Linked DNA regions of Mus musculus: region 2 is linked to region 1. Evidence: chromatin contacts called from public HiChIP or PLAC-seq data. All regions are on one chromosome and are shown on one strand. Each heading gives the region's core, a stretch centred on a gene start, on an enhancer-like site or on the middle of the called end of the contact. The rest is flanking DNA. Distances are from core to core; before and after follow the strand shown. Region 1 overlaps 9530053A07Rik (RIKEN cDNA 9530053A07 gene). Region 2 overlaps Acp7 (acid phosphatase 7, tartrate resistant).

The links. HiChIP or PLAC-seq counts read pairs in DNA pulled down with a chosen protein or histone mark.
Region 2: a FOXA1 HiChIP or PLAC-seq map of pancreatic cancer cells shows a contact between it and region 1. The contact joins two enhancer-like sites. A contact is called at or near these places in 3 of 39 promoter capture datasets (the C10 cell line, liver and pre-B cells), 5 of 484 Hi-C or Micro-C datasets (B cells, CD4 T cells, the G1E-ER4 cell line and 2 more) and 2 of 115 datasets of contacts at active chromatin or transcription factors (pancreatic cancer cells and pro-B cells).

Annotation. Positions count from the first base shown.
Region 1 is chr7:28,156,598-28,162,019 of GRCm38.p6, reverse strand. 9530053A07Rik (RIKEN cDNA 9530053A07 gene) reads right to left here. Exons shown (of 20, transcript NM_001164655.1): 15 at 4,925-5,422; 16 at 3,912-4,485; 17 at 2,484-2,683. Among named protein-coding and RNA genes, the nearest start is that of Gm31024, 9.6 kb to the left of the region's middle. Within about 2 kb of position 2,524, at least 33 of the 459 cell types and tissues checked have an H3K27ac peak or open chromatin away from gene starts, as enhancers often do. A contact at or near this core is called in pancreatic cancer cells, where this site is marked.
Region 2 is chr7:28,616,463-28,621,884 of GRCm38.p6, reverse strand. It overlaps Acp7 (acid phosphatase 7, tartrate resistant), which reads left to right. Exons shown (of 13, transcript NM_175319.5): 3 at 4,632-4,832; 4 at 5,222-5,404. Among named protein-coding and RNA genes, the nearest start is that of Acp7, 12 kb to the left of the region's middle. Within about 2 kb of position 2,529, at least 23 of the 459 cell types and tissues checked have an H3K27ac peak or open chromatin away from gene starts, as enhancers often do. A contact at or near this core is called in pancreatic cancer cells, where this site is marked.

The DNA.
Region 1 (5,422 bases), core at 1,275-3,774:
CATGCGATGGCAAAAGGTTTAGTGGCCCACAGTAGCACACTTCAGCTGTCCCATTAGGTAACAGATGAGCTCAGAGGACCCCCACCCCAAACTGCAGTCACAAGATTAGAAACACAAGCAGTGATTGTTTTAACCTATTACATTTTGTAGTGATTTGTTAACATGAATTATATGAAGATACTTATTACTACACTACATAAAGAACTTACTGGAGTAGATAAGGTGGGTGCTGGGGACATCTCAGCATCCCTGTGCCCGTGGCCCGGAACGAATGGCCCTGGCAGTGCCTCTCCCTGAACTGAGTGTCTCTTTTCTGATCATCTTCTCCCGTTTTCTTGCTTCCCCAGACAGAGGCCCCTCAACCTGTGCTCAGTCCTCAGGCCTAGGCTTTCCCGTTTTCTCCCTGGAGGGCTCAGTAGAATTTATGAACAGAAAACAGTGTCTGCCTCCTCACAGTGCTGGGTCAGAGAGGGTAATGATTACAGATGCTTGTGTTGAAATAACCGGTGAAATCTGGGTGAAGTCACCTGATAATGGTATGGAATAACTGTGAATTTCCTGGTTTTGATCATTATCCTCTGTCACGTGATCGAATTCCTTATTGTCACAGAACCCAGACTTAGTTGCTTAGGGATAAAGGAGCCACTGTGTTTGCAAGAAAAGGTCAAATGGTTGCTAGGAAATAAATAACAGGCACACACACACAAACAGAAGGTGGTAAAATGGGCGTGGCTTCCGTGGAAGAGCCCCAGGAAAGGGTACTCCTCCACACACTTGCTTACAAGTGTCCTAACGTTAGATTACTTAAAAGAATAAAAGTTTGAAAGAAAACCATAAAACGTTGAAAACTTTGGAAGAAAAAAAAAAAAACCCAAACCATCACAAAACAGTCACCCCTTGATCCAGAAGCCCTGGAGGGTACCGGACTGGAGGATGCTAAATCCATTCTGTACAGTGGTATCACTTCTGCATGCAAACCACCACATCCTACTGTACACCTTACAGCACGCCTAATGTAATGCACATGCTACAGACATACTTAGACAGTGTGGCACTGACTAGGAGATCATGACGATAAAACAGTTCTGTACATGACCAGGACAATCGTCCCCTAATAATCTTCATAGGGTGGAATCCATTGACATGAACTAAGGTTCAGTGAGTTGAGTGTCCTACTAGTACCCCAAGGTCTCGAATGCTTGTATCTCTCTGTGGACTTTCCTCTAGGTGTCTGCTTCACAAATCCAAAATGGCTGAGCAGGGCAGAGGTCAGGGATGAGGTGGGAAGGCACAGAAGGAGTCAGGGACAGAAGGGAAGGTGTTGGACTGGAACAAGAATAGGGTCAGGGGCTGGTGAGATGGCTTAGTGGGTAAGAGCACCCGACTGCTCTTCCGAAGGTCTAGAGTTCAAATCCCAGCAACCACATGGTGGCTCACAACCATCCGTAACAAGATCTGACTCCCTCTTCTGGTGTGTCTGAAGACAGCTACAATGTACTTACATATAATAATAAATAAATCTTTAAAAAAAAAAAAAGAATAGGGTCAGACGGCTTTCAGGAGCAATTGAGACCTGAAGGAAAGTGCAGCGCTAACCACACAAGTTAGCACCGGTTGGCTACTGAGTAGCTGTGGGATGGCTTCTGTTTCACAACCTTTGTGTGCAGCCTGTTTCAGAGGGATGCGATCACAGGACAAAGGAATGTTTCAAACAGACTTATGCACACAACGCTTTCAAAAAGCATTAACAAAGGATATTAACTATAAAATCCCAAATCACGATGTTGAATGATTGGTAGCCGAGCCACCTACTGCACTATTGTGAATTCCATTCTTTTGGCTGAATGGGATGCACAGGAAGATGAGGCAGACCCTCACTGGGTACCAGCTGTCCTGAGCATCAGGATGCTGACTCAGCCATTCTGCAGGTGAAGGAGTTCAGAGAGGCAGGGTAGTGGAGGATTGGCCACACAGCAAAACAGCAATTCCCACTTTCTGAGAGCAGGTGTACTACCTTAAGTGGAAACATGTTTGCAGTGTGACTAATACTGTTTAGATGGAGAATTTATCCTGATTATCTAGGTAGGAAATCCCATGGGTGTTATGCCATACAGAGAAGTGATGACAGAGATTGGAGTGGAGTGACCAAGGCAAGGACTGACCGAGGCCACATAAGGGGGTGGGAGAGACAAGGACTTGATTGTCCTCTTAAGACAATCCAGTGTCCCCTTTCATCACTTTGATGTCAGTGCAGTGAGTCTGGTCTTTGACTCCTGGCCTCCAGATCTGCTGGGAACTAAGCTCTCACATTTGACCTGCTGAGCCTGGGGTGATCAGTACAGCGACCACTGCTGCAAGCAGGTGGTGTCCTTCTGTGTCCCAGTCCTTGAACAGAAGCCCAGAGCACAGCAGCTCTGAATGTCCCTCCAGTCCCTCTACCCACACTGCCTGTTTAGAGACTGCCTCCCATCCCCTCCGCTCACCGGCATATATTGGTCATTGTAGAAGCAGCCACAGTCCTGGGCAGGAATGCACACACCCTGGGAGAGCAGGAAGTGGTCATCGCACTCACACCCTTCAAAGCACTGCGTGGTGCAGCCAGTGAAGCCAGAGATTGCAGCACAGGAGCCCTGGCAGGAATGTGTACAGATAGAGTAGTGGCTGTGGGCAGGACACTCGGCAGCTGTTAGGGAGAGGAGACAAGGTGAATGTGGCAGGCAGTCTCCAACCCTGTCTTACAAAACTCACATCCAGGTATACAGACAGTTACAGCTGCCATACTGCACTGGGAGAGAAGAGGTATAGGGGCTGGGGAGAGGAGACATCTGAGAGGAGAGTGTCAGGCCTGGGAAATGGAAATGCTAACGGAAGAAGGCGAGGCTTGGCCTTGAAGGACCAGCCAGGAGACAGGGATGGGATGAGGAGGCTGAGGATGGGATGCAGCGGACAAGCAGGCTGTCAGGATGGGCCAGGGAAGTGAGGCAGAAGATTCGGATGCACTGGGAGGCTCGGGCAGATGGGATGGATGACCCGGGGAGGCTCTGACAGGGTTCACTTGGGACAGGGGAAAGCAGAGTATCTAGGTGAGCGGATAGGTGTGTGCAAAGGGTTGGGATAGCACAAGAATGGGTTTGAGGATGGGGCAAGGGAAAGACAAGGATATGTGAAAGACACAGGAAGACATCAAAGATTAGGCTCTGGCTTAGTGCTGCGGACGGGTGTGGCTACCATCAGATAATAACTGGGGCAGGAAAGGAGAATCAGGTTTGGGGTGAAGTTTGATTTCAGTTGGAAATCCGGCTGGTGCAGAGACCTTGAGGGCCACCAGGGTAAGCTCAGAGAGCACAGAGTGCATGACCTAGCCTACTGTTTGAGCTAGTGATGGTGTCCACAGTCAAACTGGGACTCTTTCAGTTCCTTTGGGTAGCTGATGGGACTCTGGGTCTAGGTATTAATAGGAAACTGAAGGAGAAAAGGCTCTTTACTAAAGTGCTAAGGACCATTGCTTTGGCACGGGGCATCTGAGGGGACTTGTTGTTATCCAATAATTTGGAAATAGGTGTGTAGTTGGGGGGGGCATCTATTGCCTCTGGCCTTGCACTGAGGATGTGAGAAAATACAGAGTCTGTGGGAAGGGCCAGTGACTGTGAGACTCAGGACTCCCGTGGGCTCTCAGTCCACCCAACTCCATTTCAGGTCAGTATGGAAAGAGCTGGGAACAGCCCTGGGAAAAGGTGAATGTCGAGGCTGGGGAGTGTGGACTCTTGACTGGAGTCTGAGACCCCAGAGCCAGAAGGAAAGGAGGAAAGCCATAGAGGATGCAGGGCAGGGCTGGAAGAAACCCTGTTACAGGCAGGGACTTCTACAGGAAAGGAGGGCCTGGGGTCACCCAAGGGGTCAGAGACACTCACGGCAGATGCTGTCTGTCCTCCAGGGCTTCACTGCTGCCCCAGCTGCCTGACAGGCTGCAGTATAAGCAGCCAGGCTACGGCAGAGGTAGTCTCTGTCTCCGTGATGGGTACAAAGGTCAAAAACACATTGGTGGAAGTATTCCGAGTGATTCAGAGCCTTGTGGCAAGCTGCAAAGGGGCCTTGGGGGTCTCGGATCTTCCCACAGGCATCGTTTTCCTCATACAATTCTCTCTTTTCTGCCGAGCACACTGGGCAGCCTTGGGGCCCGCAGCCTTCACCACAGCCCAAGGAGGAGCCGGGAGCTCGCCATGCAGCTCCAAAGGCCTCCACGTTGGGGGCCACCACTCCGCTGGGCAGCACAAAGTCGTCACTCTGGTTCCCATTGAAATTCCCACAGAGGCCACAGAGACGCCCACGGAAGGGACTCGGGATGGATATAAGGATATGGTCATCGCCATCAAAAAGAAGTTTTAGCCCACTTTTTGTCTGCAGAAATACGTTTCGGTTTTCAGCGGTTATATATATGGATCCTACAACCATGGGTAGTGCCACCACTTCACTGTCCACGGTCACCTGGATGCAAAGGTCAATTAAGTTGGGGGGGGGTCAGAGAACATCCATTTAAGGAAGGCAAAGAGCACTGTCTCTCTTAAACCCTCATGGCAGAGCTAAGTGCTTTTTCGATAGACTGGAGTGAGGTCATTTTAATCTCCCAGGGTAGGGATAGGGCCATGTCTCCAACAGGCTTCAGGGTGGTATCTTTGCCTTCTAAAACAGCAATTTCTGGGTGCTTCTCTACTTCATGCTCCCTACTGTGTGCTCTCTACTGCATGCTCCCTACTGCGTGCTCCCTACTGCGTGCTTCCCACTGGTGTTTTTCAGTGCTCTTAGGACTCTCAAGTTGGTCAGTGTCCCCCCCAAGACCTTCCCAAAAAAGGGGGCATGACTTCAGATGACCTCATAGGTGGGGCTGTGTCCCTGTAGAACCATGGGCAGGGTCGTGTGCACTCACCTGTGGCCCTTTCGCCAGCACCACGACCTGGCCTGCCACGGTCACCACCACCCGCTGGGGGTTTCCAGCTAAGTCCTTCTCGAGCACAATGGAGAACGCCTCCTCTCCATGCTTCGGAAAACAAACTTGGGCCAAGATGTAGGAGCAGGAGCCATAAAGGTCATAGACCAAGCCATCAGGCGTAGCATAATGGGTACCATGAAGGACCAGCATTAGTTTAGAGCTTTTGGGATGGCAGGACCGGATGCCATCCTCTATCCGGCATTCCTCATGGATCCCACAGGTCTCTATCCTGCAGGTGACCTGGTCATCAGGCCCGCACTCACAGAACCACTCACACTCATAGCCGGGGTAGAAGGTGGCACCTAACGCATAGTAGCGCCCTTGGTGGAGGCAGCCACACTGGCCCACAGGGACACAGGTGTCACCACTGAGCACGAAGCCAGCATCACAGACACAGCCCTCACGGCAGATGGTTTCACAGCCCACAGGGGCGGA
Region 2 (5,422 bases), core at 1,280-3,779, 460 kb before region 1:
TGTGAGTGCTGCAGATATCAGTGGTAGAACAATCTCTTAGTATATCTGACACTGTGAGTTCCCCCAGTGCCTGAAAAGAAAACTCCTTCCTACATCACTTGGAGGAGTACAGTTGCGTAGCTGACTGCACTTCCATAGCCTGTTGTCATCAGCTTCACGAATCCGTTAGGAAGCTGTTTCTGTGCAATTTTCTTTCCAACTCTCTGCAGTGTGTTGATGTTGTTTGTAGCCATATGCATGTATTCTCTTAAATTTTATTGTATTTAGGAGTATGCGTGCAAGAGAGGGAGAGAGGGAGAGAGAGAGAGAGGGAGAGAGAAAGAGAGAGAGAGAGAATATGAATATAATATAATATAATCCTGGACATTAGATGAATACTAAAAGATCACCTGGAGATGTGTCCTCTCTCACTGTTGTGCTAAATCCAATCCCCCATCCTCACCCCCCCCACCTTCCTGAACGCCATCTTTTTAGCTCCTGAGATGTCCTTTCTGTATTCCCTTAGTAGGTGTGAGCAGTGGCCTTCATAGCTCTATATCCCCATATGACTTTATGTTTTATGTCTCTGACACTCACTTCGTAGTCTAGGCTGATCTCAGACTTGTGAGCCTCCTGTATCAGCTTCCCAAGTGGAGGGCTTACAAGTGTGCACCACCATGCCCAGCTCATATATCTCTCTCCTCCTTCCCTCCCTCTCTCTCTCCTTCCATTTCTTCCTTCTCCCTCCTTCCTTTCCCCTCTCTCTCCCTCCTTCTCTCCCTCCCTTCCTTCCTCCCTTCTTCCTCCTCTCCCTCTCTATCCCCTTCCCTTCCTCTCTCCTTCCTTTCTTCTCTCCTTCACTCACTTCCCCCTTCCCCTTCTTCCTCTCTCCCTCCCTTTCTTTTTCCCTCTCTCCTTCTCTCCCTCTTGCCTCCCTCCCTTTCCCCCTCCTTTTCTCTCTCCCTCCCCACTCCCACCTCCTTCCTCTTTTGATTTTGTCAGGGTTCTCCCTAACTTGCTTGGGCTGTCCTCATCCCAGCCATCCTCCCAAGCCCTGGCCTACAGATGGGCTCCACTTCAGCAATTTCAGATTCCTGGTAGCCGAATCTGTGTCCTTAATGTCACAGACTCACTTGGTATTTTCACTATGGTTATTCCATTTGGTGTTTGGAGATAGCTGACTTGGAACTCACTGTGTGGCCTAGCCTGGCTTTGAACTTACAGAATTACAGGCCTCCTCCCCACCCTAGCTCTTCGTGGTATTTTGTTTGTTTATTGCTCGTGGAGGGCAGAGGACAGACTGCAAGAGTTGATCTCTCTCCTTCCACCATGGGTTCCCAGGATTGAACTCAAGCGCTTAGACTTCACGGCAAGCGTTTTTGACCAACTGAGCTTTATAGGGTTTCTCTGTGTAAGCCTGGCTGTCCTGGAGCTCACTCTGTAGACCAGGCTGGCCTTGAATTCACAGAGCTCCTCCTGCCTCTGCCCCAGGAGTGCTGGGATTAAAGGTGTGTGCCAACCTGGCCCGGCCTGATGGTGTTGCATCATTCTTTTTTTTTTTTTTTTTTTTTTTTAAAGAATTATTTATTTACTTTTTGTGACTACACTATAGCTGTATTCCAACACACCAGAAGAGGGCATCAGATCTCATTATGGATGGTTGTGAGCTATAATGTGGTTGCTGGGAATTGAACTCAGGACCTCTGAAAGAGCAGTCAGTGCTCTTAACCTCTGAGCCATCTCTCCAGCCCCTATGTAGCTTGATTCTTGATTTGAGAATCTGAATTACATAGTCCCTTCTTAGTCTTAAGAATTTTGTTGTTGTTTGTTTGTTTGTTTGTTTTTCGATACAGGTTTTCTCTGTATAGCTCTGGCTGTCCTGGAACTCACTCTGTAGACCAGGCTGACCTCGAACTCGGAAATCTGCCTGCCTCTGCCTCCGGAGTGCTGGGATTAAAGGCGTGCACCACCACTGCCTGGCTAAGAGTTCTCTTTCTTTTTAATAAAATCTATGTTTGTAGAGAAACCAGGTGTGATGGTATGTACCTTTAATCTAGCACAGAGAGGACAAGGACAGACAGATTTTAAATTTAAGTCCAGCCTGGTCTACCTAGCAAGTTTGTGGGAAGATTTGCTGTAGAGCCAGGAATGGTGACTGACTGCTGTTACCCCAGGGGAGGCAGCCTGAATGGCAGTTCGAGGACATTCTGGACAGCATAACGATTGCCAAGCTAACCTGGGGTGCAGTAGGAGACCCTGTCCCTCGTTGCAGACAGAGTGAATTTCACCATTTCCTCCTGTCCTATAGCTGCCCTTTGCCCTCCACTGTTTAATTGCCTCCAGATCCCTGTCTGGAACGCTCAGATGATATCATGAGTGTGCAATGTTGGCTGCAGGCTAGCACACAGAAAAGAAGAAAACAGAGACATTGACTCAGCCCATAAACCTCATTGTGTCGGACATTGTTGCGTGTTCTTTGCCTAAGGTTGTCTCTCCTAGTCACCAAAGGTGGCTGCCAGGGCATTCTCAGAATGCCAAACCTAAGAAGCTCCAGTCACCTCCACACAAAGGCACAAGACCGTAATAGTGTTTGCACAGAACCCCAGGCACACTCTAAGTCACCTTTGATGACTCAGTGCTCAACACAGTGGACTGGAAAGTAGATATTGCACTGTGACGCTCCTTTGTTTGTTTTGTCTTAATTTTAATTAGTTTATATTAATCATACATCAAAGCTTCATAGTGACGTGTTGTTTTTTTCTTTTCCTCTCTTTTTATTAATTTATTTTGTTGTGTGTGTTTGTGTGTGTTTGAGATTTATTTATTTATTTTATGTATGTGAGTGCACTGTTGCTGTCTTCAGACACATCAGAAGAGGGCATCGAAACCCATTTTAGATGGCTGTGAGCCACCATGTGGTTGCTGGGAATTGAACTCAGGACCTCTGGAAGAGCAGTCAGTGCTCTTAACCATTGAGCCATCTCTCCAGCCCCTACTTTGGTAGCTCTGGCTGTTCTGCAACTTGATCATAGGTCAGATTCGCCTTAAACTCAGATCCAGCTGCCTGTGCCTCCCGAGTGCTGAGAGTAAAGGCGTGTGTGTGCTCACAAGGCCATTCCACGCATGTATGGATGCATTTGGATCGCATTCACCCAGCACTCGCCCTCTCCTGCTCTATCCCCACCTGCAGGGGTCCCCTTCCTCTTCCAGCTAGTCTTTCTCCTACCTTTATGTCTTTTGGGCATTTGTGTGTGCATGCACATGTGTGTGTGTGTGTGTATGTATGTATGTGAGCATGTTTGTGCACATGTGTGCATGTGTGTGCATATGTGTGTGTGTCAGACCCGATGAGTTTCTTCAGGGTTGTTCACAGAAGCACGGGTGAAGGCTTGTTTGCAGGAGTATGAGAAGAATATAGATCCTGAAGGAAGGAAGGGCTTAGCCTAAGTGTGAGGTCCTCTCTCCTCCATGTTTGATTTTTTTTCTTTTCTTTTTTTCTTTTTAATTTTAAACAGAGCCTTCCTATGGAGCCCAGGTTAGCTCAGAATTTGTTATGTAGTCAAGGCTGGCCTAGAAATTCCAATTCTCCTGCCTCAGTCTCCTGAGTACTGTTATATGATGCTGAGTTTGCACCGAGAGCTTCATGGATGCTGGGCAGGTCCTCTACACACAGAGACGCGTCCCAGGCCCGCTCCTGAATATTGTTTTTATCATTTTATTTCACGTGTATGGGTGTTTTGCCTGCATATATGTCTATGAACTATGTACACGTCAGATGCCCTCAGAGACCAGAAAAGAGCATTATATCCCTAGGGACTGGAATTACAGACAGTTGTGAGCTGCCATGGGAACTGAACTCAGGTCCCCTGAAAGAGCAGCCAGCACTCTTTTTAAAGATTTATTTATTTATTATACATGTAACTACACCACTGGAGCTGTCTTCAGACACATCAGAAGAGGGCATCTGATCTCATTACAGATGGTTGTGAGCCACCAAGTGGGTGCTGGGTTTTGAACTCAGGACCTTCGGAAGAGCAGTCAGTGCTCTTAACCACCAAGCCATCTCTCCAACCCCCCGAATATTTTTATAAATTCATGTATTAGCTTGTTCGCGTGGGAGGGAGGCACACCCATGCCACAGTGCACATGTGGCAGTCAAAGGCCTTTGTTTTTAGACAAGGTCTCACTATGGAGCTCCGGAGGGCCTGCAGTTCCCCATGGAGACCAGACTGGCATTAAGCCACAGAAATCTGCCTTCCTCTTTGAGGATAAAAAGTTGCCCAGCTGATAGGACTACTTTTGGAGGCCATGTAGGTCAGGTCATAAGGATTGAGCCATTTTGATAATCTGTTTCTCTCCTAGCGGTTTTCAACTCATAGTTGGTTGAATTCCAGGACCTGGAACCCAGGACCCAGTCTGCCAATTGTATTTGTAGACATCCATGCTTCCGCAGAACCTTGTAGGATAAATAACCCTATTCTGTTTCACAAACGGGATAACTGAGGCGGGGTGGGGGTGGGGGGGCGAAGCCAGTCCCAAAGGAAGCCAGCTTGGAAATAGCGGAGGGGACAGGACCGAACAGCAGCTCTCAGTGTCACCCCATTCCTGCTTGATAACCTGTTGAGCCTCCTCTCTGATCCCTCTCTCCTCAGGGGAGCCAGGCACCATGACTGTGACCTGGACCACATGGGCTCCAGCCCGGTCTGAGGTGCAGTTCGGCTCGCAGCTGTCTGGTCCTCTCCCATTCCGTGCCCACGGCACCGCCAGGGCCTTCGTGGATGGAGGAGTTCTGCGGCGCAAACTCTACATTCACCGCGTGACGCTGCGGAAGCTGCAGCCGGGGGCTCAGTATGGTGAGAGGACCTGGGGTGGGCATGGGGGAGGAATGTTCTAGAAGCTATTGAGACCTGTGGCTGAGGCTGGGCTGGCGGCTCTTCTGTGTGGAACAAGGGATATGAGACCTTTGACTGGGTGCAATGACACAGGCCTGTGATCCCAGCACTTGGGAGGAGGCAGAACAATTCTAAATTCCAGGTCATCCTGGGCTACGTAGAAAGTCAGGGATTAGCCTGGGCTACTTGAGATGTCTCTGATATGATGATGACGACGATGATGATGTCGATGACGAAGATGATGCCCCTTATGTTTCCTCCCTCTCCAGCAGCCTGAGTGTAGGGCCTTGTGGGAAGGTCCTGGTCCCTGCCTTCCCACATGTCAGAAATCTGTTTTTTTCTTCCCTCAGTTTACCGTTGTGGCAGCTCTCAGGGCTGGAGCCGGAGGTTTCGCTTCACAGCCTTGAAGAATGGGGTCCATTGGAGCCCCCGCCTGGCTGTGTTTGGTGACATGGGGGCTGACAACCCGAAGGCCCTGCCCAGGCTACGGAGGGACACCCAGCAGGGCATGTTTGATGCAGTGCTGCACGTGGGTGAGGCACCGGCAAGGG